2 separate regions of the Callithrix jacchus genome follow, and region 1 is linked to region 2. The links are chromatin contacts, called in public Hi-C maps. All regions are on one chromosome and are shown on one strand. The core of a region is the stretch at or near the end of the contact, and the rest is flanking DNA. Distances in the headings are between cores, read along the strand shown. Region 1 overlaps ZNF608 (zinc finger protein 608). Region 2 holds the start of ZNF608 (zinc finger protein 608).

Region 1 (3,940 bases), core at 576-3,075, 94 kb before region 2:
GCATTCTTGGCTTGATGAAAGCTGACAAGCCATGTTTCCCTTCCCTTTCTGAACCCACAGCTAGACTCCTTCTCAGCCTCCCTATCACTCTGATGCGGCCATGTGACTGAGTCCCATGGAAAGAAAATGAGTGAACTGATCAATCTGGGCCACTTCCAGGCCTGGCGCATAATATCCACTCGTCCCTTTCTGTCTGGCTGCAATGGAAATGGCTATTGTCATCTTGAAGGCCTCAGGATGAAGGTGGCAGAGTCTCCCTCATCTGGGACCCTGAATGACAAGGAGAACCACCCAGCTCTGAACACTGTTGAAGCTATTTGTCCGACCATAATACATGGCCCCCATTGCTCGTATACACAGTATACCCATCTCTTCCAACTGGATGACACTTCTTAAAAATAGGAGCATGCCTGCACCCACAACCCCCGGCAGCACAGTGCCTATTTAACAGTGAGAATTCATTAAACACCTAGGAACTAACTACACTGACAAGAGAGTCTAGACCGAATTCTACTCAGTGACTTCCTTTTATTACTACCATACTTTTTCAATAAGCATAATCTCCCACTAGCTTTATAGATGATAGACATTCTCTGTGGAGAGGCTTTGCTCCCAAGATGTTGTAAATGTGGTTTATGAATCATTATTTCTGGTATTTGTGAAGCTGCTTCCTCAAGAACGAGGCAAATGCCTGATTTCCCAGTGGATCGACATAACTCTGTTTGTATTAGAGTTTAAAGACTGTTTCAGAGTCTTTAAAGTGCCTCTTCCCTGGGACAGAAGTCTTTGCCAAGCATCGCAAATGCTGGATTTGGAATCAGACAGAAGTTGTTTTGAACTCTCTCCGACTACCACATCTGGATGGACTTGATGTGCACCCAGGCAGAAAACAGAAACCTCATTCGAATAATGCCAAATGGTAACCCACTCATGCCATAATCCTTAATATAAAAGTTTACACATTTCTTTCCTTTGATATATATTTTTTCTAGTGAAACCTTAGTGACAAAATGTCACAATATGCTGATTTCATGAGGACAGAATAAAATGCATATATTTCAGATATCACATTACCCTCTACTTTTACACAATGAGGCTATTGTACGCAGCATGATTTATCACCATCTCTTTGTTCAGGACTCCCTCCCCCCATCAGTTTGTTGTCATCACTCTGTGATATTCAATACTGGTACTTTTTAAAAGCTGAATCTTGTATAGTACAAGCTTCGCTGTTCCAGCCTTGGAGCTTATAGCCTTCAGACAGATCCTTCTTCAAATACAATTATTTGGGAAAATTTAAAATGTACAACTAAGGTTGCTCATAAAATACCTGCCAGCCAAAATTCAGAGGGACTTTCCTATTACCTGTGCCAAGTATATATGAAGCAGCAGGACAGGAAAAGTAAGTGTTGTCACATGACCGTAAAATGCAGTATGTTTTTTTAAAGAGCCCTACTGCTGGGCTGAATGTTTGAAGAGTCACTTTAACCACATCCTGTAATCAAACCATCTGGAACACAGTGCTGCGATTAGTCACCCTGAACATAGGGCTTTATCTGAACAAATAGTGTATGGCAATGGGGCTTGGGAGATAGGGCAGTATTAACAAAAGAAAGTGAATGAAACACTTTATGCCCTAGTGTGCCGCCACCCCAGTCATAAACCCCAGAGACACACTGCTCTGGTGTTAATGTACTACTTTATGAAAGCACAGTGAGCTTAAAGATTAAAGGACTGAAGGGCTAAAAATTGCTGGTTTAGATAGATCTTCTCTGTCAGCGGCAGGACTACGCTGGCATCACTCTATCTGTGTTAATTATAACCTCTCAGATGACAGTTGAGCATTCCTATTAGGGTTTGGTGTTATTTTCAGGGCATTAGGAACAGGGTTTGTTTATGGGAGGGTAGCTATGATTCTTGATTTGCCAGAGGTTAATCTGAACACTGAGACCCTTTTTTTGATTCATCTAAACCCGATCCATAAATAACAACAACAACAAAATGAAACCTTAAGCAATACCAAAAAGCAATGGAAAAATTCTGTTCTAGTCTGCATTTTAAAACATGATAGCTTTTCTTACTTGACTGTACTCATCTCTTTCAAAAGCATGTTTGATCATGGTATACAATCTATGGAGATAATTTCACACACACACACACACACACACACACCTGAAAGAATTTCCCCCCAAATACACAGAAGCCCTAAACACACACACACACACACACACACACACGCCCTACACAGCTAAAGAAACCTTGTTTCCCCATGGGCCTTATGGTTTAATACACAAAAGAACACAGAGCCACTTCCATCACTGTCACCTCCCCTGCAGCCTTTGTTCTGAGGCCTGATGAGCTGTATTGATTTGGGAAAATCATTGAGCTTCTTGGAAAACTAGACTCTCGCTTATTCACTGCCATCTATTTCTTTCCCATGAAGACAGGTGGTCAATATCCAGTTGACTGGTCAGCTAAAAGAAGCTCTAGCTGCTTTTCTTTCTCTGGCTTCCCTAGTAACATTATCCTTTCCCACTTCTAGAAAATACAATGGCCTGTTAAAGAGTCTTGTGAGTAAGAAGAGAGAGCAGAAATGAGACTTTTATAAGGCGCCATCGGTAACACTAACATGCTGTCCCATACATTCACATGGAAGGCTGCACTGCACATATAGATGGTGACAATATTTTCACAGACCAAGTTTAAGCACCAATGAAAACTTACAGGGCCTAAGATATAACATGAAAAAAATGCTAAATCAAAATAGATCATTCAAGATCAATTAGCGTTTACTGTGGAAAGACATGCTTTTTCTTTTAAGTAATCAAAACATGTTCTACCAAGCAAGAGTCCTAGTTATAAAATGTCACAGGTATAATACCTACAAACATTTTAGCTAACAAAGAGCATCATTAAAAAAAAAATCACATGGAGATCTTTAGAAAGTAATTTTTAATCAGGAATTCTGATCAGTAACAAAAATATTTGCTTTTAAGTTAGGCAAACATATATATCCTAAAGCAACATTGCCCTTGATGACTTGAGGCCAGCTTTAAAATAAAATTAAATAAAAAAATAAAAAAAGTAAAATAAAATAAATGTACTGCACCATTCACACCATAATATGTACCCCTTATTCCTCTAGCAGTTTCTGCTAAGGTGCCTGGAGTCCCTACTTTGGGGGTAGGCAGGCAGAACAGGTGTGAGGTGATAGTGTTGGGGGAGGAGGGAAGAGGACAAGCCCCCTGAACTTGCTTCAGCAAGGAAAGCAAATCAGGCATTTAACTGGGCTGCACCAAAAGCCACCCCTGCACCCCAAAAGGGATGGTCTTCAGGCTATGGTCCATCAAGGCTCAGTCAATACACAGCAGGACGCAAGGGATAAAGAAGGACAGGAGGATGGAATCAAATACAAAAATACAGTCTTCTGAACAGACATTTGGAGCAATTCAAACGTATAAACTGAGTATGTACATGTACAGAGTGTGTGTGTCTGTATATATTTGTACCAAGGGGTTTTATTTCTTATCCTTGATTAAACTTCCTAGTAAGTAAGTAGCTTAGTGCCACCACACTAAGCAACAGCACCACTCTGATTTTCAGTGCCAAATTCTAAACTTCATTTTCTCTTGCTCCTTGTCAGGCACCACTGGTTAGTCTAAAATCTGATGAACTGAGATGATGATTTCTAGTGTGGGGCAGATTTCTCACATCCTCTCCTTTTTTAAAGCCAAATCTCCTCATTAGAGTAGCAGATAATTTCTCATTGTCTTCCTCCTCCCTCTCTTCTCAGGAAGACAAAGGTGCAATGCCCACTGTAACAGAATTGACTCCCCTCCCCCAATCCAGTCTCGGGATCTTGTATCGTTAGCTTGTTAGGACATATTTTTCTTCCCTTAAATAAAGGTGTTAATAAGTTTGGGAAAGGTATTCTGTAATT
Region 2 (4,000 bases), core at 1,249-3,748:
TCAGCCAGAATAATCACTCGATAACATTATTCCATCTCCCCACCCCCCTTTTGGCAAGCGGATCCGTCCTTTTCTCCTTAAAAAAAAAAAAAAAAGTGTCACTGTACAGCTGGAAGATAATGTTTCACATTCACAACAGAAGCACCAAAGGTTTTTTTTTCCTCTTAACAAGCATCGAGAATAATAGTTTTTTTAAAAAAACAGAGAGTTTAGAGAAAAAAGTTTTCCCAACTTCTCATTCCGCCTTCAGTTCCAGACTTCAGAGTCACCGTGATCAGTAATGATCCCATGTAGCAAACCTACAGGCGTCCGCTAGTAACAAGACAGAATGTGCTAACATCGGGATAAATTAGTGAAAGGGAAGAAAGAATAAGAAGAAAGGACTGAAAATCTGGGCTGGATTCCGCCTGTTAGTCGGGAAGTGGCATTTTTCCGCCCGTCCTGACAGATTTGATTTCTTGAACTAACTTAAGAGAAAAGGAGGGGGGAGTAGAGAGGGAAGAGGAGGAGGAAGAAAGGGTGGGATGAGAAGCGGGGCAAGAGGAGAAAAAGAAAGGTGTGGAGGAGGAGGGAGCAGATGATTCAGTCAGTGAGCTGATAAACCAGTTATAACAGCATTCGCTCGGGGCGGGGGGCGGCGGGGTGGGGAAAATAACGGCGTTTAAAATGGGCTCAGTCTTCGAAACCTAAAGGATGTGATGTTTTCCTGTCTTATGTTGTTTTAAGAAAAAGGAACCGAGTTCCTAGTATAGTTCCCGAGGAGGGTGGAATCCTCTGTCGCTCAGGTCAATCAGTCATGTGGTAATTCGATAATTAGAGTCAAAAAAAGGTTTTTGGTTTTTTTAAAAGCGACCTTTTTCAGGAGTTTTTCCCTCTTATACTCGCAGCCAACGGAGTGTCTCCCTTTTATTTATTTTTTCTTTCCTCCTCCTCCTCCTCTCGCCCACCCCCTCCTGTGTTTAGTCAGATGGCCCTGGAGCTTGGCTTAGTATTTTTAATTAGCTGGCGTTTGGAAGCTAAAAGCAGTAATGAATTGTTGATGGATTGGAAGTAGAGAGTCGCTTTGCTGGAAATGTCGGGGCCGGGAGAGGGGGATGGGCGAGTTAGTAAGAACCAACCATCTAAAAGGAGCGATTTTGTTACAGTGCAAGCCTTTCACATCACGTGAGGATCAAGGGCTCAATTGGTTGTCGTGAGAACAAAAATGGTGACAAGCGTATCAAGAAAATACTGATCTGGTCTTTAAAAAAAAAGCTGAAGGTCTTTCCCCTCCCCCTGCACACACTCCCCCACCTCCTCCCCCCGCCGCCCCCCCGCAGTGGGCGAAGCTACAAGTTATGAATGTGAAACATTTCTCGGAGATCTAGGATCTCCGAAGTTCGGAAGGAGTGAAATGTAATGAGCACAAGAGCGAAGCAGATGTTTTAAAGAAACACTTTATAAACCTTTCCTCAACTTATTTCCAATTTGTCGGCTTTCCCAAGGGGCCAGGGACGGGGACGGCTGGGGGAGGGGGAAGGGTACCTCAGAGCTACTTGGAGTTTAGGGACCCCCACTACATGTACTTAAACAAAGAAAAACCTTTTGCTTGCTCCCCAGCCTGATCCTGTAATAAACACACCATTGTTACTATTTGTGGGTTTGTTTGGGTTGGGTGGGGCTTTTATTTTTTCTCTTAATGGTATTTTTGTTGCTTGCTTTTTTAAGGGGATGGCGAATGGTAATTATAACCATTACATGTAATGAGTGACTATTCCCTTGTTTAATATTAAATTATCGGGCACTGGGATCTGACAGGAGACAGAAATCGGCTTGTTCTGCCCTTGCCCCCATTTTCCTGGATCGGTTTGGAAGTGGGGGTGGTCTGCCGAGCTAGGACAGGAGAGGGAGGGAGTAAGGTGAGCTAGAGAACTGACATTGCAGACCAGGATATGTAACTGTGTCACTTTTATTCTCCTTTGGGTTAGAGCCCAAAAGCTAATTTACTCCAAGTTACTCCGAGTGCCGAGTCAAGCTTAATTTGTGTGAACTTAAAAATGCTTCACCCTCTACTGAACAAAATTCACCCTTCTTGGGTTGTTGTTCTAAATGCAAAAGCCAAACCCTGTAACTAGTTCCTCATTTCTATGCATAAAACTCTCACATTCCCCTGCATGAAGTCCCCACTAAGTGCTATATAGAGACACACCACGCAACCGTACTTACGGTCTGTATTGGATCGAGTTGACCTTTTCCTTCTAACTGCATTGAATGTGTTTGGTTGCAGCCGCTTTATTTTGGAAATTATAATCTCTTCAACAAATTTATTATTAAAGAAGATGGACCATCAAATGTCACAGACCGTCCTGTGTATTTTTTATAAAAGAAAAAATTAAAATTAAAAAAAAGCAAAACAAAAATCCCCCTGGTGCACACACACAACAAGCTTGTTCTGCAACACTGAAATCAGGACTGAAACACAACACACACACAGGGGGAGTGGAGCAAAAGAAGCTCTCAGCCTCTATACCTGAAAGGGACTTTTCTTTGTTCCCAATGCCCTTTCGCATCGGGCCAATCAGAGAGCAGCTTTTATGAAACTGGGCTCTCTCATTGGCTAGCTGCTTTCTCTTGGCTACTGTAGGGGGTTGAGATATACACACGTATAAAACACACACTGAGAGCGGGTGGGGGTGCGGTGGGGGGTGGTTGTGGAGACAAAGCGTTTTATTTTCCAACCAGATTGGGGTTGAGGAACCTCCCGCAGTAAGAAGGAAAAAAAATGGTGCGCCTGTTTCAATTACTACATCATTCACATAAAACACTTATTTATTAAAACAAATCTCAAACAGGCTGCGAGGAGAGGATGTCGGTAAATACAAGTTTGATTGTGTTATCTTGGGGGAAATAATGTATGTGATCGCTCGGTGGCAGAGGGAAGCCAAATGAGCCACCAGCGCGTAGCGAGGAGAAAAGGGAGGCTGGCTGTGTGGAAATGATTGCGATCATTTTGCTGGCTTCCCTTCCTTGTTCCAAGGACTCCGCAGCCCAACTCCCAAGACTGATTTTTTTGTATTGCAGCTTCTGGCTTTCAACCCTCCCCCCACCACTTTGCCCTTCCTGCAATTTTTTTTTTTTTTTTTTTCTTCCCTGTGTCTCTCTTTTTACTCCCTGATTAAATAAGAAAAATCGATCTGCGGGTAAAGGCGATGGTGGGGAAACAAGTAACCCTTTTGTTTCCAGGGCTCTGGTCTACAAGCAGTGAAGTGTGAACGCAGGCGACCATTTAACCAACACTACGTGAATGGTTCTTCCCTGAAATTAGTAACAAATCTTTTCCACCTGGTGTTATGTGGCTCCAAAAAGGAAAAAAATATTTAAAAAGGCCCCAGCCTACCATAGTAACACCTCGGGCCAGCCTCAGCTTTTAAAAAATCGACTTGTGAGAGATAAGTATACTAGGAAGATTAACCGTTAAATAGTCCCAGTACACATATTTAAACCGTGAGATGGTCAGAATTCCTCTTCCCCCAAATCTTTAACCCTTCTGGTGGAGAAGAGGGTGTCATAATTCCTCTGAATGCTACATCTACAATCCACAAACACAGAAATATTTTAGAATTTATCATAGGACAAATGTCAGCAACCAAGTAATTGAGACTCAGGTCATAGGATTAGAGAGGTTAATATGAAATAACAAGTTTAGCATTTTACTGTAACAGCTAACATATTTAAGCTAATGTATTTACATATATTAAGCCTTTAGAGTGCATTTAATTTTTAATTTTTTACTGTTACCTTCCATTATTTTTAGGAGCTAAAATGTGGACATTTTAAAGTCAAAGTGTACTGTGAATCACAAGCATCGTGATCTCAAGTTGTAAAGATCCAGTACTACTAGGATTGTAATTTCCACATGACAATTGCAATTTAAGGTTGTGTCTTAACTGAGTCATATGGACACATAAAGTGAATGAGTGCTAGCAGAAGACAGCTTCTGATGTAAATATTCAGTGATAAC

Evidence for each region. Hi-C and Micro-C count contacts between places; a contact is called where the count stands out from the background.
Region 1: a Hi-C map of skeletal muscle shows a contact between it and region 2, with 4 times the contacts expected there. The contact joins the enhancer-like site here to the promoter of ZNF608 in region 2. A contact is called at or near these places in 2 of 3 Hi-C or Micro-C datasets (both in skeletal muscle).

Annotation. Positions count from the first base shown.
Region 1 is chr2:84,618,621-84,622,560 of calJac240_pri, reverse strand. The region is part of intron 2 of ZNF608 (zinc finger protein 608); the gene reads right to left. Among named protein-coding and RNA genes, the nearest start is that of ZNF608, 93 kb to the right of the region's middle. Within about 2 kb of position 1,825, at least 9 of the 16 cell types and tissues checked have an H3K27ac peak or open chromatin away from gene starts, as enhancers often do. A contact at or near this core is called in skeletal muscle, where this site is marked.
Region 2 is chr2:84,525,605-84,529,604 of calJac240_pri, reverse strand. It overlaps ZNF608 (zinc finger protein 608), which reads right to left and starts at 2,498. Exons shown (of 10, transcript XM_078365818.1): 1 at 2,206-2,498. The coding sequence starts at 2,247.